Linked DNA regions of Mus musculus: regions 1, 2, 4 and 5 are each linked to region 3. The links are chromatin contacts, called in public Hi-C, HiChIP or PLAC-seq and capture Hi-C maps. All regions are on one chromosome and are shown on one strand. The core of a region is the stretch at or near the end of the contact, and the rest is flanking DNA. Distances in the headings are between cores, read along the strand shown. Region 1 holds the start of Vars (valyl-tRNA synthetase). Region 2 holds the start of Tubb5 (tubulin, beta 5 class I). Region 3 holds the start of Pfdn6 (prefoldin subunit 6). Region 4 holds the start of Atat1 (alpha tubulin acetyltransferase 1). Region 5 holds the start of Lsm2 (LSM2 homolog, U6 small nuclear RNA and mRNA degradation associated).

Region 1 (5,586 bases), core at 945-3,444, 1.1 Mb after region 3:
CCTAAAGGCATGCCCTGTCGGGCAGAGAGTTGGATCGTAAACATTACTCCATAGTCATATCCAGACACATACAGTCTTAGTCCCCATGTCTTTCCCTTTTCCCATCCTACGCTTTCTTTTCCCTTGGGGGTGAACTGAACTGTAATGGGGTTACAGTTGGAGGAACATGGCCCACCAAGATCATTTGCATCCAGCTTGGGCTGCAATCCATACCCCCATCCTTGGGATTCCGATCCAGGGCTCCTTTGGACCTTGATGAGGTCATCTTTTATCGGTGGCGTCCAGGAGATGGACCCAGTCGACTCACAACCCCAATATGCACAGAAGTATGACTCTGGTCCTCCACAGGTAGCCGTCTGCTGTGGAGACCTCCCCTCTCCAGGGCAGACATAGAAGGGGGTTCTCCGAAGTTCACTGTGTTGAGCTGGATGTTGACACCCCCATACAAGGCCCAGGGGATCCCAGGTCCCATCCGCTAGTGCACACAAATCAAAAACAAGATCAGGAAACCAAGTTCCAATGGGGGCGAGGTGGGAGGTCGAGTTAATTACAGTCCCCGTAGCAGTGTTAGTTATAACCCAAGTAAGGTTATGGGGTTCATGGGGCATAGGACTAGTTTGGACCACACCTATAGAAATCAGCAGAGTCAAGATCTGCAGTGTCTTAGCTTTAGGGAATCTTATGGTTGTCATTGGAGTCTTGATCCCGTCTGGGGCACTTGGCAGCATCTCCCGTCTAGTGATCGAGACTTCATCACCTGGTTGGAAACAATGGTGGTTAGGTGTTGCATAGATCTGCCATGTTTGGCCCAATCCATTTCTGTACCTTGTAAAGGACCTGTAAGCACTCTTGTCTACAGCTGGCATGAAGTTTTTCTGCCTGATTTCTCTCTCCGTGTACTTTTGAATAATACAAAGACAACTTTACACAGTACACAAGAGATTATCCCAACAGGCCTTTCTCCCCCAACCCCCCTTTCTTTTCTTCTTCTTTTTTTCTTGGTTTTTCGAGACAGGGTTTCTCTGTGTAGCTCTGGCTGTCCTCGAACTCAAGAAATCCGCCTGCCTCTGCCTCACACTCATAAGTGCTGGGATTAAAGGCATGCGCCACCACTGCCAGGCTAGCAGTGGCCTCTCAAAAGCACTGCGAACTTATGTTTTCCCTCTAGGTTTGAGCTTTAGTAGACCAGCTGGAGTGCTTCTGCCTTTGGGTCCCCTGCCCTTCCTTCACGTGACTCCATGTCAGGCAGTGAGCGCTCAGCACCTAGAGCCCCTTTCCTGTTTTACCTGGGTTAGATCCGAGGATCTTCCGCGAACTGGCGGTGCACTCCGTTACCAAAAGCCTGACATGGCCTTGAGCACACCCCATCAGTACGCTTTCTAAAAGCATAAGATAAATACAAGCAAGAGACGCGGAACGCACGGTGCATTTACCAACGCCAGGGAATTACCAACCTTTCATTCCCTACAGCAACAGCTCCCAGCAGCCAGGCACTGCTTGTGAAAGACCCCCAAGCTGGGTAGTCAATCACTCTGAGGAGACCCTCCCAAGGATCAGCGAGGCCACGATTCGGATGCAACAGCAAAAGGCTTTATTGGGAACACGGGTACCCGGGCGACTCAGTCTATCGGATGACTGGCGCGCCGAGTGTGGAGTACTTACCCTTCTTATAGGGCTAGGGCTGGGGGGCAAAAAGCGCGGGTACAGAAGCGAGAAGCGAGCTGATTGGTTAGTTTAAATAAGGCTTGGGGTATTTCCCGGTCATTTGGGGAACCTGAAACTGAGGTGGGACTTTCCAGAAACTGTTGCTGGTTTCGCTTTATCTGAGTACCATCTGTTCTTGGCCCTGAGCCGGGGCCCAGGTGCTTGACCACAGATATCCTGTTTGGCCCCTGTCCCGGTATTATTCAGCCTTATTCTTTAACTAAACTTCCTTGTAACTTTTGAGAACTCAGCTCTGGTACTTTATCATGCCTTGCAAAATGGCGTTACTGCAGCTAACTTGCTAAGCCTTATGGTGGGGTCTTTCACTTGGAGCAGCCCGAGATTCTGCAGCTCGCCCTGCAAAAGGCGGAAACCTGGGACCAAGCACGCACTCCAGACACTAGGGCTTTCGTTTTCCCGCGCTCTAGACACGAAGACCCCGGGCTGCCCGCGGCGGCGCCTGACCCGAGGGCCACGGGCTGCCCGCGGCGGCGCCTGACCCAGACCCAGGCTCGTCCCGGCACGCGGGTTCCCGTCTCCGTGCTGCACGAGCCACTCTGGCCCCTGCTTGACCCGTCCGGCAGCGGTGGGCCGCGCACGGACCCTCGGGATCGCGCACGCACAGGCGGGGCCCGGCAGCCCTGCGAGGACCCGAGTCCGGAAACGTGCGCTGTCACAAAGGGGGGGACACGTGGGTGCCGCTGTCCCGGCCGCGTTCTCCCGCAGCGGGAGAGCTGCCTCCGCTGCCCGCCACCTCCACCCCGGCCGCCCTGTGGGGCCGCGGCCGTAGCCGGCCGAGTGTGATCGCCGCCTTCAGTACGTACACGCGGCGCGGCCTCCCCTCTCCAACCCGAGGGGGCGGGCGATCGGGGTCCCGCCTCCTCCTCTAGGCGCTGCTGGCGGCTGCTCGGCCAGGCCTAGGGTCCGGCCGGGCGCCTGCGTACCTTGCAGCACGTGCTCAGGTCCCCTCCTCAATCTGCCGGGTCTCTCCTCAGGTCACTGCACCGCGTTCGGACCCTGCACAGCCATGTCCATCCTCTACGTCTCTCCTCACCCCGACGCCTTCCCCAGCCTCCGAGCCCTCATCGCTGCCCGATACGGGGAAGCTGGTGACGGTCCCGGGTGGGGAGGCCCTCACCCCCGCATCTGCTTGCAGCCTCCCCCGAGCAGCCGGACTCCATTCCCTCCGCCTCGCCTGCCCGCCCTGGAGCAGGGACCTGGCGGCCTGTGGGTGTGGGGGGCCCCGGCTGTAGCTCAGCTGTTGTGGCCTGCAGGCCTGGGGGGACCCGGGGGCAGCCGGGCAGCTGTCCTGGTCCAGCAGTGGGTCAGTTATGCTGACACGGAGCTCATACCCGCTGCCTGCGGGGCGACCCTGCCTGCCCTGGGACTTCGAGGTCCTGGTCAGGATCCCCAGGTGAGAGGGAAGAAAAAGGGAGAAATTCTGACTACACAAACAGGATTGGGAAGAATCCCACGAAAAAAGTCGGTTGTCAGGCGGTCGCATCTCTGCCTGCCACCTGGTGTAGTAACTTTGGGAACACTTTTTCTCGAGCCTTGGTCTTCTATGTCTGAGAATGCAAGATGATGAAATCTCTTCCTTCCTCCGGGGGTGTGATACATGAGCGCCCGGGAGTGGAGCGTGGTTTTGCTGTTTTCACTACGTTTGGAGTGTGTGTGTGTGTGTGTGTGTGTGTGTGTGTGTGTCTTTAAATTAGGTCTCGCTCTAACTGAATGGCTCGGAACGAACGCACTGGTGTGCCAAGCATTCCCAAGTCTGTCTTTGGGTTTCTGTTGCCATGTTTAAAACAACATGACCAAAAGCGCCTTGGGAAAGAAAGGAATTGTTTCAGGTTACAGCTCTCCATCACTGAAGGAAGTCAGACCAGTGACTGGAAGCAGAAACAAAAAGAGGCCGTGCAGGACCGATACTTTCTGGCTCACTTTCCACAGCTTGTTCAGCCTGCTCTTTTATACCGTCCAGGGCTGCTTTGCCAGGGGTGGTATCCCCTACAATGGACTGGCCCTCCACATAATCATTAGTTAAGAAAACGTCCCCACACGCTTACCCACAGGCCAGTCTGGTGGGGACATTTTCCCAATTGAGTTTCCCACTTCGCACGGGCCACTGGCTTAGGTGAGGTTGACAAGGCCCTGGTTGGCAAGTGTGACAGGGATGCAGGATGTGAGCGGTTTTATGTTGAACTGTAGGGAAGACTGGGGAGAGATGACAGTTGCTGGGAGGAGTCAGAGGAGGCTTGAAGTTGAAGGAGAGGCAGGGAGAGGACAGATGACACACCAGATTGTTTCTGTGAGTCCTTCCAGGGTAGACCTGTGTCTGCCTTAACTGAAAGCTCTGCCCCTGCAGGGTAGGGAGTGCATGGTGGCTGCCTAGTGTCACTTCAGTGGGGGAATGAAGGAACAGTGCAGATGGTGACTGGCTTCTTCATATCTGGATGGACTAACAGAGAGCCTCATTCCTGCGGGGTAGTACTTCAGACCTGCGCTCATTTGTGGTTTTCCTGGGTGAAATCTATTGATGCCCAGACCTGGCAGTCTTGTTTCATATAATCCTTTAACTTTAGAGCCTGATATGTTTCCTTGGACTCATAAACTTAAGTGTTTAGTGATAACTTGTTGGATAAATCACACACACAAAATACTTGTGTGTATTCGATTTTTATTTTATGTGTATAAGTGTTTTGCTTGTGTGTGTGTGTGTGTGTGTGTGTGTACACTTGTGTGCCTAGTGGCCAAGGAATCTGGGGACATGTAACGAGGTGTTGTCATAACTTGGTTTACGGACTGTTGTGCACCACCATGTGGGCTCCTGGAACCAAACTCTCTAAGAGCAGCCAGTGTTACAAACGCTGATCTGTGTCATTCACCTCTCCAGTCCTATAATGTATATAATCCAGGGGCCTCCTGCATGCTATGCTAAGTACTCTTCCTTGAACTTTCAGCCAGACTAGAGTTTTGTTGTTGCTTTAAGACAGGGTCTTAACTATGTAGCCTTACCTGAAGTGGGACTGGTTGTGAAGACTAGCAAGCTTTAAAGGCAGATCCCTCTGCCTTGCCTTCGGAGACCTAGGGTTAAGGGCATGGTACCACACCCAGGAGAACTATTTATAGTGACCTTGTGAATGAGGAAGGAAGGAGCCTGAGACCTGGTGGTCAGTGGCTTGAGTCTGGGAAGGTCGTGGACAGGTGGAGTAGTGGCTCTTAACCTTGCCCAGGTCAGGACCCTTCTGAGGGGATGGAAATGACCCTTTCACGGGGGTCACCAAGAAAAACATTGAAAGACAGATATTAAGATTCATTACCATAGCAATGCCACAGTTATGAAGTAGCAACAAACGTAATGGGGGGTCATGACCCTTTCACAGGGGTCGCCTAAGAAAAACATTAAAAGACAGATAATGGGCTGGAGAGATGGCTCAGCAGGTAAGAGCATTGACTGCTCTTCCAGAGGTCCTGAGTTCAATTCCCAGCAACCACATGGTGGCTCACAACCATCTATCTGTAATGAGATCTGACACCCTCTTCTGGTGTGTCTGAAGGCAGCTACAGTGTACTTAAATACAATAAATAAATCTTTTAAAAAAACAGACAGATATTATATTACAACTCATTACCACAGCAATGCTACAGTTATGAAGTAGCAACAAAAGTAATTTTATGGTGTGGGAGGGTCACCACAACATGGGGAGCTGTAGTAAAGGGTCTCCGCATTGGGAAGGACCACTGAGATAAGGGTGTAAGCCTGTCATAACACTATCCTTTCCTGTTAGGCTGCCCTTGGGGCCCTGGGCAAGGCCTTGAACCCCTTGGAGGACTGGCTGCGGCTGCACACCTACCTGGCTGGAGATGCCCCCACTCTGGCTG
Region 2 (5,531 bases), core at 1,897-4,396, 1.9 Mb after region 3:
TAGCCGTAAACTGCTCAGAGATGCGCTTGAAGAGCTCCTGGATGGCTGTGCTGTTTCCAATGAAGGTGACTGCCATCTTGAGGCCACGCGGTGGGATGTCACAGACAGCTGTCTTGACATTGTTGGGGATCCATTCCACGAAGTAGCTGCTATTCTTGTTCTGCACGTTGAGCATCTGCTCATCCACCTCCTTCATGGACATCCGTCCACGGAAGACGGCGGCAACTGTGAGGTACCGGCCGTGGCGCGGGTCGCAGGCGGCCATCATGTTCTTGGCATCGAAGACCTGCTGGGTAAGTTCAGGCACAGTGAGGGCCCGGTACTGCTGGCTTCCACGGCTGGTGAGAGGGGCAAAGCCAGGCATGAAGAAGTGGAGACGTGGGAATGGCACCATGTTGACAGCCAGCTTTCGAAGGTCAGCATTAAGCTGGCCCGGGAAACGGAGGCAGGTGGTGACGCCGCTCATGGTGGCCGAGACGAGATGGTTCAGGTCTCCGTAGGTTGGCGTGGTGAGCTTGAGGGTACGGAAGCAGATGTCGTAGAGGGCCTCGTTGTCGATGCAGTAGGTCTCATCCGTGTTCTCAACCAACTGATGGACAGACAGGGTGGCATTGTAGGGCTCGACCACGGTATCAGACACTTTGGGCGAGGGCACCACACTGAAGGTATTCATGATACGGTCAGGATATTCTTCCCGGATCTTGCTGATGAGCAGGGTGCCCATGCCAGAGCCAGTGCCTCCACCCAGTGAGTGGGTCAGCTGAAAGCCTTGCAGGCAATCACAGCTCTCCGCCTCCTTCCGCACCACATCCAAGACAGAGTCAACCAACTCAGCTCCCTCTGTGTAGTGGCCTTTAGCCCAGTTGTTGCCTGCCCCAGACTGACCTGGAATGCAGTAAGGGAAAAGGTTTAATCACTAAGATATGAGAGAAACACAAATACTTCTTAATCTTTCAACGACTGGAATAATTCAGTTGAGCAAATAGAAATCGATTCCACCTAACTCACCGAAAACGAAGTTGTCTGGTCTGAAGATCTGGCCAAAAGGACCTGAGCGAACGGAGTCCATAGTCCCAGGTTCTAGATCCACCAAGATAGCTCGAGGGACATACTTGCCACCTGCAGGAATTCAAGTCAATGTTTGACGGATCAGCAATGCATTACCTCTGGGTGGGAGATCAGCCACAAAGCACTAAAGTTGTCATTCCAGGCACTACCACCTGGTGGCAGTAGAGCTAATCTTTAGTCCCTTAGGGTGTGAGTCTAGGGAAAAAAAAATGGGAACCATGCAGAGGGGTAATAGATACTTAGAAGTGTGGAAAAACAGGGCGTGGTGATGCTCTCCTTAAACCCAGCACTTGAGAGGTAGACGATCTATGGGAGTTCCAGGGCAGCCAGTGATGCATTCATCTGGGCTCACTGTCCAATACAGGGGACAGGGAATAAATGTTAAGTGGGGATTTCTGCCCTCACCTGTGGCTTCATTATAGTACACAGAGATTCGGTCCAGCTGCAGGTCGCTGTCACCGTGGTAGGTACCGGTGGGGTCGATGCCATGTTCATCGCTTATCACCTCCCAGAACTGCACAGGGAAGAGCAACGAGGCCTCAATGTCTCAAGTCCTAAGGCATGCCTCCCGCCCCTCATTTCAATTCCAGACACGCTGAAACGAGGCTGAGGTGAAGACACTGCAATTCCGTTATCTGCTTGCGGAAGTCCCATGGAGGAACCTACGCGATGGAAGGCTAAAACCTTTCGGCATAGGACCGGTGATGGGTGGGTCAGGCGCTATAAACCTCTATGTGGGCGGATTGGAGCCCACCTATTTGGCTTTGCACCCAGGTTGGCTCCTGAAGCCAGGAACCGCCCTTCCAGGCCAGCACAAAAGAGTTGGGGGAGAAAGGTGCGGCCACTGCAGTCGCCCACCCCTTACGTGCTCCACGTGACTGCGGTGGCGGGCCGCTCCTCCAGCAAACCACAAAGGCGGGAGCAGCGCGGGCGGGGCCTAGCTCGAGGGGCGGGGCCAGTGCGCCCCCGCGGGTAGGGGCCGCATTGTCCCTGCGCGCCAGGGGCTCCAACCCCGCCCCCAAAGGGTCCCACCCTTCGGCTACAATTTAGCGGCCGCACTTCCTCCCTCCCCTCCCCCGCTACATTGTTAATTGCTAGCAAAAAAGGGGGAAAAATCTTTAAAAAGCCCCATTGCCTATCTTTATTCCCTTCCTTCCCTCTCCTTAGTCTCCCAGACAGTCTCACATATTTGAAAAGCTCACTTTCATACCGCTCACACCCTAAAGGGCAATGAAAAGTAAAAGTAGGCCCCTATACAGAGTCATTACCTAAAAAAAGCATTGGGATGGCGGGTTCGATGGAGTGTCCAAGCCTTTGTTGAGAGGTAATGCGCACCGGGCACCTCTGCAGCTGCCCGCCAAACCTCGCCCCTTCCCCCCTCCATTCTGTTCCAGTAGAGCCCTCCAGGCTGGGTGGGGGTGGCGCAAGGGGAAAACCTCGCCTCGGCTTTGTCTCGGATCGTTTCCGCATCCCTCCAGTCCTCGAACCGTTAGAAAACCCCTTTTAAGACCAGCTCTTCACAGTCCCTCAGCCTCTCCTTTTCCCTAAACTCGAAAGGCTCTTTTATTAGCTTTCCGAAAATGTGCCAAGAAAAACATTTCCTCATTTTTCAATATCAGAACGCTAGCTACAAATATGGGTTATATTTATACGTGAAAAACTTTGAGGGGCCAAATCTGACGGGTGGAGAATGCAAGAACTCCGTGAACAATGCTCACAATTAACACAGAATTCTCATCTTTACATATTTCAGCTAAAATTTTAAAGTCCTTACCTTAGCACCGATCTGGTTGCCACACTGTCCGGCCTGGATGTGCACGATTTCCCTCATGGCTACGGTTTACTGAAATAATTGTTTTTGATGGTTCCAATGTAGGTACCGAACAAGAAAGAAAATTAAGGTTTTTGGGGTTTTTTTCTTCTGGGCCGGTCTCAGACTGAAAGGATGGACCGGAGCCCGGGAGGCTGCAGCAGCGAGATGCAAGCACGACCGCAGGAAGGTTCTAAGAGGCAGAAGAGGCCGGCGAGCGCAGGAGGGAAGGCGCGCAGGGCGGGGCTCGCGTTCGCGCGGCCGGGGGCGGGAGATAGGCGGGCGCCCCGGGTCTTAGACAAAGCCTACCCAACCAGTCGCTGATTAGACCAACCGATCACGTGCCAGGCGGCCATTGGTTTCTGAGCCAGTGGCGAGCGCAGTCTTTTTTGGGAGTTGTAGTTCTCTATTGTTGTCCACGCTGCAAAAAGAAGTTAGGAATGGGTGGGTACTGTATGAGGAATTGGGGTTATCTTGTGTGTGTGTGATTTTATTTTTTCATGAAAAATGTCCTCACACGAGATTCCTATTTTCTATTCTGAGAGAGGATTTTGTACTAAAAGAGGTTTGGAGAAATGTAGTAATTAGGAGATCTGAGGTGCCAGAGTTGGAAGGTGTGTTGGACACGCCCTGCCAGCTGCCCACCGCAGTAGGTCTAGAAAAGCCAGACTGCATAGCTCAGCGGAAAATCCTGAGAACTATGTTGTCCTTCCCTGATACACAGTATCTAGTTCTTTGTGATCCCAAGACAGGAATTTCAGTAAGGCACAGCTCCCTCGCATCCCTCCAGAAGAAAGAATTACCCTTCTGTTTCCAAGGGAGTTGTCTCAAGGATTTTCAAAAGAGAAACAAAATTGCAAAGATCGTGGTGAAAACTGCATGGAGCTGATGTCCCAAAAGAATGAAGGTGTACTGGCTGGTTTTATGTGTCAACTTGACACAGACTGGAGTTATCACCGAGAAAGGAGCTTCAGTTGGGGAAATGCCTCCATGAGATCCAACTGTAAGGCATTTTCTCAATTAGTGATCAAGGGGGAAGGGCCCATTGTGGGTGGGGCCATCTCTGGGCTGGTAGTCTTGGTTCTATAAGAGAGCAAGCTGAGCAAACCAGTAAAGAACATCCCTCCATGGCCTCTGCATCAGCTCCTGCTTTCTGACCTGCTTGAGTTCCAGTCCTGACTTCATTCAGTGATGAATAGCAATGTGGAAGTGTGAGCTGAATAAACCCTTTCCTCCCCAACTTGCTTCTTGGTTGTGCAGGAATGGAAATCCTGCCTAAGACAGAAGGTGTATGTAAAATCTGCGTGGGATTTGGGCCTTTCAGACGACGCTGAAGACATTCTGGTCATCCTGTCAGGACAGGCTGTAGGGTGGACAGACTAAGAGAATGTCAGTCTTTAGACAGTGCCTCCCTCTCTCAGACACTTGCTTGAAGCAAGGGGATTTGTTTGTTTTTCCAGTTAAATGATTTTATTCATTAGGTGAGTCTGTGGCAATGTGCTGGAACTGAGCAGGAAGAAGGGAGTTGATTGAATGGGCTCAAGTTAGAGGCCTTAATGTTCTCTTTCCAGGGTTTCGAAAATTACTAAGTATCCTCAAAGCTTTAAAGGGATACAAAATGATTAATTAGAGCAAGAGTGGTTCACATGATTAGTCCCCGAATTCTGACTAGAAGGCAAGGGAAGTTCAAGGTCAACACCGGCTACCTAGAGGCTACCTAGACAGCTTGAGGTACAAGCTTTAGCTTCAGTCTCTAAATGAACAAATAGAAAGGAAAAATTAGATTGTGCCTGCCCAAACTCCCAAGAAATACGGATATTGAGACAGAAGGATCATTGCACTTTGGAGGCTAACCTAGTCTACAAAATGAGAGCCTGTCTTGGAAACACAACATACGTGGGGCTAGAGAGATGGCTCAGCAATTAAGAGAATTTGCCCTTCTCAGAACAGGTTCAATTTCTGTCACCCATAGTAGTAGTACACAGACATACATGCAAGCAAACTACCAATACACATAAAAACCTCTTTTAAAAAGAGAAACAACAACAACAAAGGGAAGGGTCTAGTAAGCAGTATCTAGAATGTAAGCAGTATCTAGAATGTAGTAAGCAGTATCTAGAATATAATCGTGTTGTACCAGTGAAAGGAAGGAGGATCCCTGTGAGTTCAAGGCTGACCTGCTAAGTTAGTTAGTTCGAGGTTAGCGGAGGCACATAGTGAGACCCTTCTTTGGCTTAAAGAAAATGAATCAAAGACATGCAATCAACATACAGCTCAAGTCATCTTTTAAATAAAAGAACATTTAACCGGGTAGTGGTGGTGTACACCTTTAATCCCAGCACTTGGGAGGCAGAGGCAGGCAGATTTCTGAGTTCGAGGCCAGCCTGGTCTACATAGTGAGTTCCAGGACAGCCAGGGCTACACAGAGAAACCCTGTCTCGAAAAACAAAAAACCAAAACAACAACAACAACAACAAAGAACATTTAAGTTACATCAATACTCCTTTATTCATTAAAAATATTTCAATTTTGGTTATGCCAACAATGAAAGCGATTATTGATTATTTCGTGCTACTTGAATTTGTCTCATTTACTTTAGGAACACGGATAAGTCATCCAACTTAAAGCTTCAAACGTCTGGCGATTTATTATG
Region 3 (5,699 bases), core at 428-2,927:
CCCGGTTACGCCAACCAACGTAGGGAAGTCAAAGGGTTGTATGTACAGGCAAGAAATAGCTTGAGACGTTTCAGACTAAAGTTTTGAAACTGAAGGGACCCAAGGAAACACCCTGGGCACAGTTCTCAGCCACAGGAAAGCAAAACAGAATCCGGCCACTGAGAGATTTCAGTCACAAGACCGTGAATCTCAAGAGGTGTAAAAGTGTACGGGAATGGAAGTACAGTGAAGAAAGACTGGCTGTAAAGTAGGCTTGGTTCTGTTTACATTTTATTGGCTCAGGGTTAGCCTCATCCCTCCCTCCTGACCCCCTCCCACGGGGTCAGGCTTTCCCAGGAGCCTTTGCAGCTTGGGCCCGCTGAAACTCCTGCTGCAGTTGAGCAAGGGTTTCCCTCTGTTGCTCTGACTGCCGCTCGAGGTCCCGAAGCTGTGATTCGTAGCGCTTGCTGAGGAGGGCAAAGGGAGGCAAACGGAGAGGAGATATCAGCCAGGGCTCAATGATATGGTGGAAGACTGGAGGTTTGTGGGACAGAAAGCGGGGATGGCACTAAGGGGAAGAGAGGGCTGCTGTCCTCCAAGGCTGGCACCTGAATTCAAGCTACAGAACCCCACAGTAGGGAGGCAAACATTCCCGCAGGTTGTCCTTTGACAAGTGCCCTCACCAGATGTCACACAGCAAGAAAGGCCAGGAGTGGTGCCACATGCCTTTAATCCCATCCTTTAGGAGGCGGCAGCAGGCGCATCTGTGTCAGGTCAGCCCCGTCTACAGAGCGAGTTCCAGGGCAGCCAGGACTTTACAGAAATGGGTAAGTGGAGAACTATCCAGCACGGGTTTAACACTTGTGCACTGAAAACGCCATCCGCAGGACTTACATTTCTGCTGTGATGTAGTCTAGCCTCTTCCCTACTGTGGCCCGAGCCTCCCCCAGCTCCTGTTTGACAAGCACGGGTCCCAGAAGCTTAAAGACCACGTTGGATCCATCCAGCAGGGCCAGCTCCTGAGAAGGGGATGAGGCAGTGAATGAGATGATCGTGCCCAGGAGAGTCCCTCCTCGCCCCCCACCCCCGCGTCCCATCCTCACCTCCTTCACGATATTGTTTTCCGTTAGCTGTGCTTCGAGCTTCTGCCTCCCTGACATAGATTTACTCAAGTCTGGGGTGGAGAGAGGAAATGCACGATTAAAAACATCAAATGGGCCCAGAACCGCGCAATTCTGGGGAGACTGGGTGTGAGGAAGAAAGCGACGATACCGAGGCGAGGGGTAACAAGATGCACCCCCGCAGCCCCCAATGGGGCGCGACGCTTCATCATAGATGAGAGCGGACAGGAGCGAGACCACACCAACTCCCTCTCTTACCCTTCTGCAGCTGTTGATATTTCTCTACCTCTCCCTGCAGCTTCTTTTGGATCAGTTCAGCCATGGTGAAGGAGAAAGCCTCCTGGGCGGGGGTCGCTGGGTCTCAAGCTCTGGGAGGCACCTGAATCCCCCCTCCCTGACCCTGCAGAAGGACAGCACTTTCTACCCGCAACTCTCCGAGGCGCCGCAGCCTCTTTTCGTCCAGAATAGCCACTCCCTAGGCAAAGGAGAGCGAAAGAAGAGATCCCCGAACCCTCCAAGCCAAACGCTAACCTCTTCACGCTCTACCCGCTGTAATCAATAAACCCGGAAGTAAACAAGGCATGACGGGAGAGAAAAAGACGGCGCCGGAAGTTACATTCCGATACATGCTGGAACATGTAGTTCTGACTTGTGTGAGGCTCGTTCGACCTAAAAGACTCGGCTCGAGAGGTTTTGGGCAAGACAGAAAAGTTAATATGGAAAAATCTAAGCTCATAGTTAACAAGATTCGGGGCTCATACATGCTTTTTAAATCTTTATTTGGTTATAAGCTGCTCCTCGGGCGATCCTCCCGGGCTCACAGAGGCATGCCCTCACTTAACATGGCGCCGGAGGCTTCAGACGCCGGTACGGCGCTGATTGGATGAAGGGGGGGACTTCCGGAAGTTTTCCTAGACCGCCGAGCTACTACTCAAGGGAGTTTCGCACGTGGATCGTTGTTCGGTCTTGGAGATGGAGACAGCCCCCAAGCCGGGTAGGGGTGTCCCACCCAAGAGAGACAAGCCTCAGGCCAAGAGGAAGGTAGCTTTGGTGGGAGGTGTCCGCGTCCCGGGCCCAGGCTCGGGCAGCGTGTGCGAAGGCTTTTCCTCTGCCCCTTAGAAACCGCGGCGCTACTGGGAGGAGGAGACCACCCCGGCCGCCGTCGCCACCTCCCCGGGGCCGCCTCGGAAGAAGGCGAGGACTGGGGAGTCGCGACCCCCGAGGTCCAAGAGCGCGCACATCGCCCAGAAGTCCCGGTTCTCCAAGAAGCCCCCGATCTCAAAGACCGCTCCAGACTGGAAGAAGCCTCAGAGGACGCTGTCGGGGGTGAGCCTGGGGTTGACAGGGTGGCGGTGCAGGTCGTCCCCGGAGATCGAGAGGAACCGGATCCATCAGAATCTGCCTCCTGCCTCCTTGTCCTCGCCAGGCTCAGGACCCGTTCCCAGGACCCGTCCCCGCCCCCCTGGAGGAGGCCCGGAAGTTTTGTCGAATTGACAAGTCCAAAACGGTGAGGACCGGCGGGCTGTCAGAGGGATTGGAGGCCGAGGGTTTGGATGAGGTGGTGGCGGCTTCCCCAGTGGTTTTCCTGGGACCCCCACATATGCTCTTCGGTTCTTGCAACCCTGTCAACAATGCCGTAGCTCCCACATTCGAAGCCTAAAACTCAAAGCAAACTCGAGAAGGCTGAAGCGCAAGAGGAAGAGGCAAGCGTCAGAGCCGCCCGCGCTGAGCTGCTGCTTGCAGAGGAACCTGGGTGAGTGGACCCCGACCTGGGCTTTCCCCGCTGTCCTGTCTCTCTGCGTTTTTATGTTTGTATGCCCGCTGCATGGTGGGGACCGTCACCGTCGTCATCCTAACTGCCTTTTAGGTTTCTGGTAGGAGAAGATGGGGAAGACACGGCAAAAATCCTGCAGACAGACATCGTGGAGGCTGTGGACATCGCCAGTGCTGCCAAGGTGAGCCCAGGCTGGGAGAGGAGCCTGGAGACTCGGGATGGGGCTGGGGGTGGGATGGGGTTTGTGAGTTCGTTGTCTCACGGACACTTCACCCTTTCTAGCACTTTGACCTGAATCTAAGACAGTTCGGACCCTACAGACTGAATTACTCTCGAACAGGGAGGTAAGGTTGAGTTCCGGAGGCTCTGTTCTCTCTAAAAAAGGACTCAATTATTTCTGTGTGTGTGTGTGTGTGTGTGTGTGCCAGAAGAGAACCTGGGGCTTGTGTTCTATTAACCTGGAAGCCAGCAAGCCCCCTGCCGTCGTCACCCTGCCTTCCTTTCCTTTTGGGCTTGGGTGATTGGTGCGTGCTAGGGTTATAGCCTCTCATCGCAGCAAGAGCCCGAGGAAGCTGGGCGCTTTTTGGTGGTTCTGGGTGTGAAGCCCATGACGTTGTGGGTGAGTGAACTTGACTATTGAGCTACGCACCGCCTCTCAGCTTCCAGGGGCTTTATTATGTATGTGTGTGCTGTGTACGCAAGTTCGTGTGTCGGTATACCTGCATGTGGGTGTGTACACACATGAACCCCAGAGGTCAACATGGCATCTTCACGTATTGCTTTCCGTTTTTTTCTTTCTTATTGTTGGTGTGTATGAGTATGCTTGTGCATGCCCATGACATGGTGTGTGGGGCCAGCTCAAATAGAGCCATTTTCTCCATCTGCCTTCTTGTGGTTCAGGGCACCGGGTTTGTACAGAAAATACTTTCAGCCACAGGGTCTTCTTCCTGAACTTCTTTATTTTCCAATGCTTCTAAGTTTTTATTTATTATTTTATGTGTACGAGTGTTCTGCTTGTACATATGTCTGAGCATCACGTGTGTGCCTGGTATCATGCAAGTCAGAAGAGGGCATCAGGGGGCTGGCGAGATGGCTCAGCAGTTAAGAGCACTGACTGCTCTTCTGAAGGTCCTGAGTTCAAATCCCAGCAACCCCATGGTGGCTCACAACTACCTGTAATGAGATCTGACGCCCTTTTCTCGTGCATCTGAAGTCAGCTACAGTGTGCTTATGTATAATAATAAATAAATCTTTAAAAAAAAAAAGAGGGCATCAAATCTACAAGTCAGAAGACGGCATCACACAGGCAATCCACAGGAATTGTCTTACGGACGATTTGGTTGTGAGTGACGTGCTGTTGGGAACCAACCCAGCATTCTCATGAGACCAGCAAGTGTTCTTCGCCATTGACCCCTCTCTTCGGTTCCTCCACCTTATTTTTGAGCAGGTTCCTCACTGAACCAGTGTCCAGCAATATCTGCCTGTCTTGGCCTTCCTGGCACTGGGATTACATGTGTGCCAGGGATTCGGGCTCAGGCTGTTATACTTTTGTGGCAAACACTTTACTGACTGAGCCATGTCCCTAGCCCCTTCTGTGACTCTTGAGCTAAGATTTGGCTGTGTCTCCTCAGGTACATGACCTGTGCCACCTTCAGTTACTCGCAGTGTGGGTCTGGTTGCTACTGTTTGCAGCAACACACTTCCTCCCGTCTGTCGAGGGGCTGGGATGGGGCTGGCTGAATTATTCCAGTCTGGGTCAGGGTGCTCCCTGAATTAACACTTCTGCCTTTGCTTCACCTCCTCCAGACACCTGGCTTTAGGAGGGCGTCGGGGTCACGTGGCTGCCCTCGACTGGGTGACCAAGAAGCTCATGTGTGAGATCAACGTCATGGAAGCAGTACGGGACATCCAGTCAGTGTTTCCTCTGTTGGCGGTCGATGGGAGTGGGCCAGGCCGTTCCCTATTGGATGGTGCCCTGTGGTCCTGTCTCCCATGAACCCCTCCTCCTTTCTACCCAGCTTCCTCCATTCTGAGGCTCTGCTCGCAGTCGCTCAGAACCGCTGGCTTTATATCTACGACAACCAAGGCATCGAGCTTCACTGCATCCGCCGCTGTGACCGAGTGACCCGGCTTGAGTTCCTCCCCTTCCACTTCCTCCTGGCCACCACTGTGAGTGGTTATGGGGCAGAGGATCCGGTGGGTGTCTTGGGAGGACCTCTCTCCTTTAGGACCCGTAGCTGGACATCTTGTTTCTCTCTCAGTCAGAGACAGGGTTTCTGACCTACCTGGATGTGTCAGTGGGGAAGATCGTGACAGCTCTGAACGTGCGGGCGGGACGGCTCAGTGTCATGGCTCAGAACCCCTACAATGCTGTTATCCACCTGGGACACAGTAATGGTCAGTTCCGGGATTTTCCTTTCTTTTTTTTTAAAGATTTATTTATTTATTTATTTATTATATGTAAGTACACTGTAGTTGTGTTCAGACACACCAGAAGAAGGCGTCAGATCTCATTACGGATGGTTGTGAGCCACCATGTGGTTGCTGGGATTTGAACTCAGGACCTTTGGAAGAACAGTCAGTGCTCTTACCCTCTAAGCCATCTCGCCAGCCCCCTTCCTTTCTTTTTTTAAGACAGGGTCTGGTACCCATCTCAGACCTGTGGCTCCAGCAACTTCCTGCCTCAGCTTTCTGCACATCAGGAGCTGCAGGTCCCCTGCTGACCCTCCACTAACTCACTAATCCACTTCCTGAGGCTAGGAACTGAACCCAGGGCCTTGTCCATAGGAGACCGTGCTCCACTGAGCTGCACCCCGTCAGCCAGG
Region 4 (5,496 bases), core at 12-2,511, 2.0 Mb after region 3:
AGCCTTTTAGATCTATTCTGACTAATCGGTAAAGGTTGTTGGGTACCTGTAACATATGCTGAAAAAGTTCTCGCCCGTGGCCATGCCGTTGCACCGACTCGTGGATGTAAAAGTCCAGAATGCAAAGGGGTTCTACCTCATTGTGAGCCTCCCGGTCATCCTAAGAGGTCAAGAACACATACTCATTAGGAGCCATGCATCTTCTTCATTGTCTCCCACCCCGCCCCCATTTCTTCTCTGACACCAGTGCTTACAAATGGCTAGTTTGCAGTGACACTCACCAGTACAAAGAGCTTCTTGTATCCAACTTTGAGGAAACCAATAATGGCTCCTTTCCCTGCCCTGTGGGATGGGGGAAATAATGAACCAGGCAGGAGCAACTGTCTGGGAGAGATTGTAAAAGGGAGGTAAGAAGAGTTTGATTCACAGGGAATAATGACAGTAAGACTCACGGTCGGGCTGAGGTGTCCTTCAGTATGTAAATAACGTGCCGGTTGCTTTGCATCCTCAAAGCGCTGGTGATGGGTGCAGGGAGGTGCTGCGCCTGCAGAGATGAAGATCTACTTTGTTTGGCTCCTTATCTGCCACCCATCTCCCTTTCCTCCTCCTAGAGGCGCCCCGTACCTTGGCAGAAGCCTTGCCCAGCTCATCTACAATAGTCATGATTTGCTGCTGCAGATCCACACTACAGAGAGAGGGGCCCGGTCAGACACTCGCTAGGTTACAGCATCGTGTAAGTCATTCCTGGCAGCCTGCTTGGCTCCCACCCAGGCTCCTCCACAGGGTCTCTGACTTTGCTTGGAACTCTTCCTCACCTCCCACCTCACCTCACCCCTCCAGATCCCAAGCTTTGGTTTCACAGCTCCCGTGTTAAGGTTACTGTGACGCGGTAGGAAGGGCGGGTCAACTATAGCCTCTTGTTGAGGCCACATTAGGCCAGATGGTGAAAGGTTACAGATGTAGGTCTATTAACCCGGCTAGATCCAGGGTCAAAGGTCACCAAAACACAAGTAAGACCGCAGGAGAAATGGCCAGTAGTCAGTGAGAAGGGGGCGTGGTTCCTGGATCAGGTTTGGAGAGGAACCGGGACAGAAGGGCCATGGGTCGGGTTTGAAATGTCACCGGGCCGGCGTTGTGGTTCCGGGTCGGCGGGCCGGAGGCCGCAGGTGCTGGTCCAGCACGGTGATCCGCTCCGGGAACAGCGCATCCACATCGAACGGGAACTCCATGGCCCATTGTGCGGGACCAGACACGCCCCACACAACGTCACTTCCGCTAAGAGGGCCGGTAAGTCTTTATCTCTAGGACCCGCCCCGAGGGCTCGCCCCGCCCCCACCATGGTTTCACAGTGCCTGGGAAACCCCATTTTTCTCTAGCAACAGTTCTCCTTTTGTAGGTCTGTGCCCCTGAGATGCCAGGGCAACCAAGTATCCTGCCCTCCCAGTGAACAGCTGAGGGAACCTTCAGAAGAACCAGTCTCACACCCCTTGGAGTTGCGGGTAGACCACACTCCCACCCCACCTCATAGACTTCACACCCACGTTTTGAACAGACAGCCCAAAGGGAGTCAAGAACGGGTGAAGAGACACAGCTTTATTGTATAAAAGCTGAGCCAGGAGGTTTAAATCAGGGACACACCATCAAGGGCATACACAAGAGTCTCCAGTTTATATGTAAGTCCTCACCAGTTACCCATAAACATCTAGTCCCCCTCAACGTCAAATGTGCTTTGTTCTCTTCATGCCAGCCAGTTCCCTATAGGGTCTGCCACTGTCACAAAACAGAACCCTTTGCAGGACACAGGATACCACGTAGCCCTAGACAGTACTCCCTTGGTCTGACTTCCCCAGGTCACAAGTTCTAAGCACTCTGGGAGCCTGGCTGCTCAATGGAGGATTCTGCTGGTGGTGTAGTGGGCATCTCTGGCATCGACTCAGGTGGCGGGCCACTTTCTTCTAGGAGATTTCCTTGATAGAGTCGGCGAAGGCGAGACAGCTCTCTCTCTGGTGGCTGTTGCCAGCTGTACCATGGGTACCAAGGTTCACCTGACAACAGTGTGGGGGCTGGTGGAGTCACACTGACAGCTCCATGCACAGTACCAAAGTCAGCATCCCGGGGCTCAACCTGGGGGACGTAGTAACTGAGAAGACCTACGGGGTTAAAGGAAATAATGGTGGATGAGGAAGGGCAGGTCAGACTCAAGACAAGAAAAAGGCACTACAAGTCGAGGGACCAGTCATAACCACCAAGCACATTCCAGCAGCGCATACACAGCACACCCTGCCAAGGAGACAGAGAACAGGCAGGGCACTGCATGGGCTCTCCCTCCTCACTCATCCGTGCAAAGGTGCTGTATAAGCCAGGTCAGAACCAAGAAACACAAGACTGTCAAGATTCAGGAGACAGAGTAGTCTGAAGAAGGAATGTTCCTTCCTTGTGTTTCCTGAAAGATCATCTCAATATGTACTCTTAGTAGCCTGGAACCTACAGCTGTTACTTCCGAGTCCAGCAACTCACCCAACGTGGAAAAACTAGGAGTCTGCTGAGTACTTTCTCATAGACATGGGAGCACGTAAGCACCTCAGAAACCCTTGCCCCTTGCTCTCACTTACCACACTCCCTGGCTTTCTGGATGGCCTGGGTCAGCTTCTTGTGCTGCTTCATACAGACCCCTACGGAGAGAAACGTCAACCTGGACAGCGTCCCACACAGCAGCAAGTCTTCTACACAGAGACAGCTGACCATTTAATGCCCCAGGGCCCTGACCTGTATCTGCCTGGATGTCCAGCCACTACAGAGATGTCATGGAATGACAGAGCCTACAGATGGGCCAGAAGATGACTCAATGACAAATGTGGTTAAGGCTGACTTGGAAAATCCACAGAAAAAGATCTTATAAGAAGTGATTTCAAATTAGGGAATGTGACAGAGTAGCAATTATTCCCAGCTCCACTCTGTAGGCTGACAACAAAAAAACTCTGACAAAAGGGACATATCGCCGGGCATGGTGGCACACGCCTTTAATCCCAGCACTCAGGAGGCAGAGGCAGGCGGATTTCTGAGTTCGAGGCCAGCCTGGTCTACAGAGTGAGTTCCAGGACAGCCAGGGCTGTACAGAGAAACCCTGTCACACACACATACACACAAATTTATAGACTGATAGGTGGAAAACTTTACAAGGAAGCAAGCTGTTCACCTTTAAAAAAAAAAAAAAAGGTTGAGCCGGAGTCTATGTAGCCCTGGCTGTCTTGGAACTCACTATGTAGACCAGGCTGACCCCAAACTCACAGTTTAAGGCACGCTTTACCTTTTAAAGTACATTTAGACAGCCCTCACTCCTACAGGGAGGCTCTAAAACTTTAGTCTTTTGTCTACATTTAACTGTTTTATCGTAATGATGGTTCTCATTAAACAAAAACTTCTGTGTGCTATTATTTATAGGAGCTATCAAAGGAATGTCTACCTCCCAACCCCATAATAAGGAGCTCCACGGAAAAACTATAGAAGTCATAACAGGAGGGCCAAGCTAACCTGTGTATGGGGCGTGAAAGATGATACCCGTGTGTGCACAGACAAACTGTTCCAAGAGCTTCACATTCTGCAGGAGAGAGATAAACAAATGTGTGAGGGACTGGTCAAGACCTCTGTAGGCTAAGTGTGTCCCCCTTACACCAACACAGCCCTTTGTGGTAGCACAACCCATCAGAACTTGATGAAAAAGGAACACAGAAGAATGGAGGTTAGGGCCAGCCTTGGCTACATCTTGTTAGGTGTAATCCCAACACACAGGAGGCAGAAGACTATCTTTGAGATCAAGGCCAGCAAGTGCTACCCCCACCCTCCCGGAAAAAGAAAAGCCCAGCAAAGCAAAGACGAAGAGCTAGGGAGTGGTGGCGCACAGCAGTGCGAGGGAGGCAGAGGCAAGTGGGTCTGTGCTTTTGAGTGGAGTGAATTCCAGCACAGCAAGGGCTTTACAGAGAGACCTTGTCTCAAAAGACAAAGAGCCAAAAAAGCCCCCCAAAAAACAAAACAAAACCCTCACAGGGGCTCCTTCCTGCTCTCTGTCTCGCTCACCAATTCATTTCATGCACACATCCTATAATCTGCCAGTTTTGGAGAAGCCATGCTCCTAATGGTCCACCTTTGAGCAAAAATTAGGGATGGCCATCAAGGTCCAGAAATTACCCCAAAATGATGACTATGTAGTAAGTAATGCACTGGGCTGCTGAAGGTTATGGTAAGATACAGTGTGTAACTAAGAGCAACTTAAAAGTTCTAACTGCATCAAACAACCAGACAGACCAGTGCTAGGAGGTGAGGAGTGAAGAAAGCAGACACATCGGTGGAGTTACAGAACTGGCTGTTACGTCTTCACTCGCCCGCCGCGGATCCCAGTCACTGCAACCTGCTCCGTACACACACTGGAAAGGCACTGCGGTCCCCTCTAGGATGTGCTTCAAGGGTGAGCACCCTCCTCAACACTCTGGCATGCCGTATGCCCTGCTTCCTTGATGCACAACCACAGCTTTGGCTCCTCGAGCATCTTTATAATCTTTAGCATTCACTTAGAAGCAAGCCTCATCATTTGGAAGGCTTTTCTGGGGATAGAGGGGTGTGTGTGTGTGGGGGGAGAGAATCTACTGTACTTTTAGCTCCCTTCTTATCTCTGTCCCCTAGCCCCAGGTCCCAGCATCTCAATGGACTCTGGGAGGACAAGGAAATACAGACAACTAAGCAAGGCAGTAGACACCTGGGCCCTCAGAACTCAGGCTGCTGAGACTGTACAGTGAGCTGAGGAGAGCTTGGGATACATAAACAGACCCTGTCTCATAAGAGTAAAATGGAGGAAAGTGTCTGCCCACCCACACAAGACAATATATTTGCTGGTGATTTAACAGATAAATAGGGTCTCTTTCCTTGAACTTTCCCTGTCTTTGGAAGTTTTTCCTTAATAAATTTATTCTTTAAGAAAAAATATATAACCCCCCCCCACACACACACCTAGGTGTGGTCTCAGTTCAGCTGCATAACAAGTCTGAAGCTACCCACTTAGACTGACTCCTACCTTCTCAATTAATCTATGCGCATCATCCCAGTAGAAAGGAGCTTTCTCTTCCTTTCTGTAATACATAGTATAGGTTTATGACAAGGCCTGGAACGTGGAATTCACACTTCTGCTTCCGCCTGCCAGTGTGGGGTTACAGATCTATGTCATCCAAGTCTACTCTAAAATCTGTATCTTCTTTGTTTTTCATGATGAGTTAGTTTCTCTGTGGAGCCCTGGCTATCCTGGAACTTGTTCTGCACACCAGGCAGGGCTTAAACTCAGAAATCTGCCTCACTCCTGCTGGGATTAAAGGTGTGTGCGACCAAATCCAGCTCAAAAGAGGGGTGTTTTCAAAATGGCAACCACTGAAAAATAGGACTGTACAGGTTCAGGGATATGAAGACTGTGAGACACCTCTGACAATCTCGAGCGCCGCGAGGAGGCTACAA
Region 5 (5,301 bases), core at 2,758-5,257, 1.0 Mb after region 3:
CTCTTTATATGAGGGCATCGACTTCTACACGTCCATCACTAGAGCACGGTTTGAAGAGCTGTGTGCAGACCTATTTAGAGGCACACTTGAGCCCGTGGAAAAGTCTCTTCGGGATGCCAAGATGGATAAGGCTAAAATCCATGACATTGTTCTAGTAGGGGGCTCCACCCGCATCCCAAAGGTGCAAAAACTGCTTCAGGACTACTTTAATGGACGGGATCTCAACAAGAGTATCAATCCCGATGAGGCAGTCGCCTACGGAGCTGCAGTCCAGGCAGCTATTTTAATGGGCGACAAATCTGAAAAAGTACAGGATTTGCTTTTGTTGGACGTAGCTCCCCTGTCTCTAGGATTGGAGACAGCTGGGGGTGTGATGACTGTACTGATCAAGCGCAACTCCACCATCCCCACCAAGCAGACGCAGATCTTCACCACCTACTCGGACAACCAGCCCGGGGTGCTGATCCAGGTGTACGAGGGCGAGAGAGCCATGACGCGCGACAACAACCTGCTGGGGCGCTTTGACTTGACTGGAATACCTCCTGCACCTAGGGGCGTGCCACAGATCGAGGTGACCTTCGACATCGACGCCAACGGTATCCTGAACGTCACGGCCATGGACAAGAGCACCGGCAAGGCCAACAAGATCACCATCACCAACGACAAGGGTCGCCTGAGCAAGGAGGAGATTGAGCGCATGGTGCAGGAGGCCGAGCGCTACAAAGCGGAGGATGAGGGCCAGAGGGAGAAAATCGCTGCCAAAAATGCCTTAGAATCGTACGCCTTTAATATGAAGAGCGCTGTGGGTGATGAGGGTCTGAAGGACAAGATCAGCGAGTCCGATAAAAAGAAAATACTGGATAAATGCAATGAGGTCCTTTCCTGGCTGGAGGCCAACCAGCTGGCTGAGAAAGATGAGTTTGATCATAAAAGAAAAGAACTGGAAAATATGTGTAATCCGATCATCACAAAACTGTACCAGAGCGGATGCACCGGGCCCACCTGTACGCCAGGGTATACTCCCGGCAGGGCTGCCACAGGCCCTACCATCGAGGAAGTAGATTAGCCTTTTCCAGAATTGCAGGGTGCTAGGGTGCCTCTAGGCGAATTTTATTCATCTTCAAACATCAATATGATTCTTGAACTGACTGGACTCAAGCCTACGTCACCATCCTTTGGGATCCCGATGGAGAAGCCTCGAACTCGACCTTTTCACACCCCCACCCTCTCATCTATGATCCTGAACTGGACCTTTAGGAAAACCAGGCCCCTCTTTGAGCCATTTGAAGAATTTGGATGTCTGTTATTTATTATCCACACCCCACCTTTCTCCTTCCTGTGTGGATGGTTATTTGTCTCTCAGTAAATTTGTTCCCAAAGGAAACAACTTCTGTCATCTTTTATTTTTTTTAGTCAGGGCCTTACTGTATATGTCTAGCTGACTTGACACTTACTATGTAGGCCAACTTGGTCCCTAACTTGCAGCAATTCCCCTGTTCTGCACCTGAGTCCCGAGATCACAGGTATGCACCATCATGACCAGCTTTTGATTTTTCAGATGGATGCAGAGTTTCTTTTTCTTTTTTTTTTGGGGGGGGGGGTTCGAGACAGGAGTTCTCTGTGTAGCCCTGGCTGTCCTGGAACTCAGAGATCCCCCTGCCTCTGGCTCCCAAGTGCTGGGATTAAAGGCGTGTGCCACCACTGCCCCACACGGCAGAGTTTCTTGGAGCCCAGGCTAGCCTAAAACATTCTATACACCATTTTATTTCCTGGTATCTGTAAGCTGTCAATGGTCCTTGAAAATTAAGAAAGGAAGATATGCATTTTTCCATTCGTGGGTCCCTTGTGAATGTTTAACTTGATAAGGGCAAAGTACTTGAATTTGTGTAAGTTCATTTCCAACAAAACCATTTTGCTTTTTGTTTTGTTTTGTGGTTTTGAGACAGGGTCTAATATAGCCTAGGTCTGCCTTGAACTCTGATCACGATACCTCCACCTGCCAAGACAAACATTTCCTAATTCTCAGGCACCCTGGGCCCAAAGGACGCAGTTGCTAAATGTACTGACTGCTTCTATCCAGTGACAGCTTGTTTTCGATTCAAATCTTAAGGATTCTGCTGAACTTGGGAACAAATCCTGCTTGGTACCATGCTGGATCCAGCTCTGAACACAGTGATGTGCACCGGTAATGCCAGCACTGGGGGAGTGGGTAGGTAGGGCAGACAGAAGAAGCATCTTAGGGTCTTGCTGGCAAGTCAGTCTAGCTGAATGAACCTGTCAGCTCCAGGATCTATGGTAGATCCTATCTCAGAAAATGAGAGAAATGACTAAGTGGTTAAGAACACGTGTTGCTCTTCCACAGGACCAGGGTTTGATTCCCAGCACCTATGTGGTGGCTAACAACTGTAACTCTAGAGGATCCAACACTCTCTTCTAGTGTCTGGGAGCACTGCCCATGTGTACACAGATGGACATGCAAGGAAAAACGCTCACACATATACAATTTTAAAATATTAAATAAGGTGGAAAGAACAGGCAGTATCTATCTCTGGCCTACACAGTCATGCATGCTCCAGCCCTCACTCCCACCCCCAGGAAACCCTGGCTACAATCTATTTAGATTATTACACTAGAGAATTCCACCCTGCAATCAGCAGGTTTAGACTCTCAGAATTTTCACCTGTGTCCCGTGACTGCCTTGCACCTACAGCCAGCCTCAAGAAGAGAAGACAGAATAGAAAGTGTTTCCCTATTTATCCAGACATGATATCCACAGAAGATACAACCTAGCAACTTCCCACTTAATGTAATTATTTAAAAAAAAAAAAACAATAGGGCTGGAGAGATGGCTCAGCAGTTAAGAGCACTGACTGCTCTTCCAGAGGTCCTAAGTTCAATTTCCAGCAAGCACAGAGTGGCTCACAATCATCTGTAGTGGGATCTGATGCCCTCTTCTGGATGTCTGAAGAAAGCCACAGCATACTTACATAAAACAAGTCAATCGAAATAACAACAAAGCCCTTTCATCTCAGACCATCTCTTTCTTCTCTGGAACTTGCCTACTGAGGCTTTTCTAGTTTTTTGTTTTTTTTTTAAATCAGTCAGCTCTTGTGAACTCCTTCACAACCAGCATGTTACAAGCCTGGTAATGCTGTTCCCAGAACATCCAAAGTAGTATCTGTCGGTGATCTAGTTGAAAATATTTCAGTAATGCAGGGATGGATCAGCAGTTACAAGCATCTGTTGCTCTTCCAGAACACCCAGATTTGATTGCCAGCACCCACAAGGAGGCTCACCATTGTAACTCCAGGCCCAGGGCATTTGAAGCCCTCTCTTCTACCAGGAACTCATGTAGTACAGACATAACATACAGGCAAAAACTGTCAAACACACACAAAAAAAGCTAAGATAAAGTAAAATATTTCTGTCACTGAGTTCCAGTCAGTTTAGTCCTTTACAGACGAGTCCTATGCCAAATTATATATATATATATAACATTAGAGCTGGGATGTTGTTCATTTGCTTTGCTTAGAATGTGTCCGCTCTGGGTCAACTTTGCACCCCAAAAGACTGAAATTGAGAGAAACTTACTTACTGGGAACCTTTGATAAGAATCAGGATTTGTGTTCCGGTTTCTCTCTCACACTCACACACACCATAACCAGTGTGTATTGGTGTATATTTTATTCTCTGACACAGGGTCTTGCTATAATAGCTTTAGTTGACCTCTAAACCAGAATCCTCCCGTCTCAACTCCAGGATTCCAGTTGGGCACGAACGCTGTCCAGCTCTTAGCAACATTTTAAATTTTACTAAAGAATACGCAAGTCATAATTTTCTCAATCTTCCCAATAATTCCCCATAGAAAACGTAGACTACGAGCTAATCACGCGGCAGAGAGAAAAGTCTCAACAACCATCAGAAAAAGAGACGAACTACGTCCAACGCGCAGCTGCCACGGCCCACGCATGCGCTTGTGAGAAAGCGGCTGCTCGGGAGGAAGTGGGGGGGACAGGAAGTTCCGCCCCTCTACCGGTTTGGCGGTCCTCTCGGCTCTGCCCTACCCCGCTCCCTTTGAGCCTGAATTCAGCCGAGGTTTTCGCGGCTCCCCGTGCGCCTGCGTGATCCAGTCTTGCTTCACGCGCGGGCTCGCGCTCCGGCTCCCGCCCTGCCTCCGGCTCGCAGTCCCCGGCGCCTTCCTTCGCGGTCCAGGCCGCCCCGCGTGGCGCCAGCACCATGGTGGGTACCGTGACGTCAAAAGGGAGCGCCGCCGCTCGCGGCGGGCGGTTCGAACCGTGCGGGCGTGGGTGCGGGCACTCGTGTCGGTCGCTTGGGGCGGCAGCCAGGCCCCAGGGTTTTCCGTACAGCCTTACTGCCCACACCCCAGTGTGAGGAGGCTGCTCGGAGCCGATGGTGTTTTGGGGGAAACCTTTAGCAAGTCCAAGAGAAAGCCCACGGGCGCCGGGGGAGAACGGGAAGCGAGCCTTGCACTTCTGTGCTGTTGACGAGGACTTTGTGAGGGTGCGGTTGGGAAGCGGTCTCAGCTGGGAGGTGGTCGACTCAGAGAGTGGGTTCTAGCGTCGAGGGGTGCAACGCAGGTCCTGTCACTCCGTGGCTCCGTGAACTGCAGAGTCCCGTTTAACGGATTGTTGTTGGTTATGAAGTTTTGAGAACTACTAGGAGGGGCTACAAAGACTAGTATTTCAAAATACTGTCACGGGCTCCTCCTCCCCGTCCCTTTTCATGTGATAGTTCCTCCCTCTTTTCCAATAGCTCTTCTACTCCTTTTTCAAGTCTCTTGTGGGCAAGGATGTAGTCGTGGAACTCAAGAATGACCTGAGGTAGGTCCTTATTTTAGCGAGTTGGTGGAAGGTGGGGGTGCCGGGTGTCCTGATCCTTTTTGTCGTTGTTGTTGACAAAGTTACTTCAGAGTAGGTAGGCAAAACACAGAAGAAATACCTTTCGTCTTAAGTGTAAAAGATTAGTTTAAGAGTGAGCCTGGTATTGTGACACATGCTTGTAATCCCAACACTGAACGCAGAGGTGTGAGTTCAAGGACAGCTTGGTCTACATATGTCCAGGGCCATCCGGAGTTACACAGTGAGATACAGTTAAGTAACATGTATGTGTAGTCCTGGCTGTCCTGGAACACACAGATCCACATGCCTCTGTCTCCTGAGTGCTAGGATTTGCCTGGCTGTATCATTTGCTCTTAACGATTCAGGAGTTGGGGTAAATGCTTAAATGCTGTACCACTGGAAATATGTTTATGGGTTCTTGTCACATCCGTTAAGGTCTACT

What was found. Hi-C and Micro-C count contacts between places; a contact is called where the count stands out from the background. HiChIP or PLAC-seq counts read pairs in DNA pulled down with a chosen protein or histone mark. Capture Hi-C pulls out chosen DNA fragments and counts their contacts.
Region 1: an H3K27ac HiChIP or PLAC-seq map of stem cell-derived neural progenitor cells shows a contact between it and region 3, with 4 times the contacts expected there. The contact joins the promoter of Vars here to the promoter of Pfdn6 in region 3. A contact is called at or near these places in 1 of 484 Hi-C or Micro-C datasets (B cells), 2 of 115 datasets of contacts at active chromatin or transcription factors (pancreatic cancer cells and stem cell-derived neural progenitor cells) and 1 of 9 other capture datasets (adipose tissue).
Region 2: an H3K4me3 HiChIP or PLAC-seq map of embryonic forebrain shows a contact between it and region 3, with 4 times the contacts expected there. The contact joins the promoter of Tubb5 here to the promoter of Pfdn6 in region 3. A contact is called at or near these places in 1 of 39 promoter capture datasets (the C10 cell line), 1 of 484 Hi-C or Micro-C datasets (B cells), 3 of 115 datasets of contacts at active chromatin or transcription factors (embryonic forebrain, large pre-B cells and pancreatic cancer cells) and 2 of 9 other capture datasets (adipose tissue and liver).
Region 4: a capture Hi-C map of macrophages shows a contact between it and region 3, with 4 times the contacts expected there. The contact joins the promoter of Atat1 here to the promoter of Pfdn6 in region 3. A contact is called at or near these places in 4 of 39 promoter capture datasets (cranial neural crest, erythroid cells, hippocampal neurons and 1 more), 5 of 115 datasets of contacts at active chromatin or transcription factors (astrocytes, embryonic forebrain, embryonic midbrain and 2 more) and 2 of 9 other capture datasets (liver and macrophages).
Region 5: a contact with region 3 is called in a Hi-C map of B cells, with 6 read pairs. The contact joins the promoter of Lsm2 here to the promoter of Pfdn6 in region 3. A contact is called at or near these places in 1 of 39 promoter capture datasets (pre-B cells), 1 of 484 Hi-C or Micro-C datasets (B cells) and 3 of 115 datasets of contacts at active chromatin or transcription factors (astrocytes, microglia and pancreatic cancer cells).

What each region holds. Positions count from the first base shown.
Region 1 is chr17:34,998,713-35,004,298 of GRCm38.p6, forward strand. It overlaps Vars (valyl-tRNA synthetase), which reads left to right and starts at 2,195. Exons shown (of 30, transcript NM_011690.3): 1 at 2,195-2,520; 2 at 2,700-3,118; 3 at 5,493-5,586. The coding sequence starts at 2,732. D17H6S56E-5 (DNA segment, Chr 17, human D6S56E 5) reads right to left here and starts at 2,034. Exons shown (of 2, transcript NM_033075.3): 1 at 1,455-2,034; 2 at 1-757. The coding sequence starts at 1,461.
Region 2 is chr17:35,835,155-35,840,685 of GRCm38.p6, forward strand. It overlaps Tubb5 (tubulin, beta 5 class I), which reads right to left and starts at 3,147. Exons shown (of 4, transcript NM_011655.5): 1 at 2,843-3,147; 2 at 1,474-1,582; 3 at 1,009-1,119; 4 at 1-885. The coding sequence starts at 2,899.
Region 3 is chr17:33,938,666-33,944,364 of GRCm38.p6, forward strand. It overlaps Pfdn6 (prefoldin subunit 6), which reads right to left and starts at 1,678. Exons shown (of 4, transcript NM_010385.2): 1 at 1,359-1,678; 2 at 1,083-1,153; 3 at 874-998; 4 at 244-446. The coding sequence starts at 1,422. The coding sequence ends at 323. It overlaps Wdr46 (WD repeat domain 46), which reads left to right and starts at 2,058. Exons shown (of 15, transcript NM_020603.2): 1 at 2,058-2,141; 2 at 2,220-2,426; 3 at 2,527-2,607; 4 at 2,741-2,853; 5 at 2,968-3,055; 6 at 3,157-3,218; 7 at 4,681-4,785; 8 at 4,893-5,043; 9 at 5,136-5,271. The coding sequence starts at 2,073.
Region 4 is chr17:35,908,807-35,914,302 of GRCm38.p6, forward strand. It overlaps Atat1 (alpha tubulin acetyltransferase 1), which reads right to left and starts at 1,262. Exons shown (of 13, transcript NM_001142744.1): 1 at 1,123-1,262; 2 at 625-685; 3 at 453-544; 4 at 282-342; 5 at 47-160. The coding sequence starts at 1,229. It overlaps Mrps18b (mitochondrial ribosomal protein S18B), which reads right to left. Exons shown (of 7, transcript NM_025878.2): 5 at 3,532-3,598; 6 at 2,613-2,672; 7 at 1,574-2,150. The coding sequence ends at 1,861. It overlaps Gm16279 (predicted gene 16279), which reads left to right and starts at 929. Exons shown (of 2, transcript NR_167681.1): 1 at 929-1,287; 2 at 1,397-1,714.
Region 5 is chr17:34,977,847-34,983,147 of GRCm38.p6, forward strand. It overlaps Lsm2 (LSM2 homolog, U6 small nuclear RNA and mRNA degradation associated), which reads left to right and starts at 4,008. Exons shown (of 5, transcript NM_001110101.2): 1 at 4,008-4,239; 2 at 4,774-4,841. The coding sequence starts at 4,237. It overlaps Hspa1l (heat shock protein 1-like), which reads left to right. Exons shown (of 2, transcript NM_013558.2): 2 at 1-1,382. The coding sequence ends at 1,066.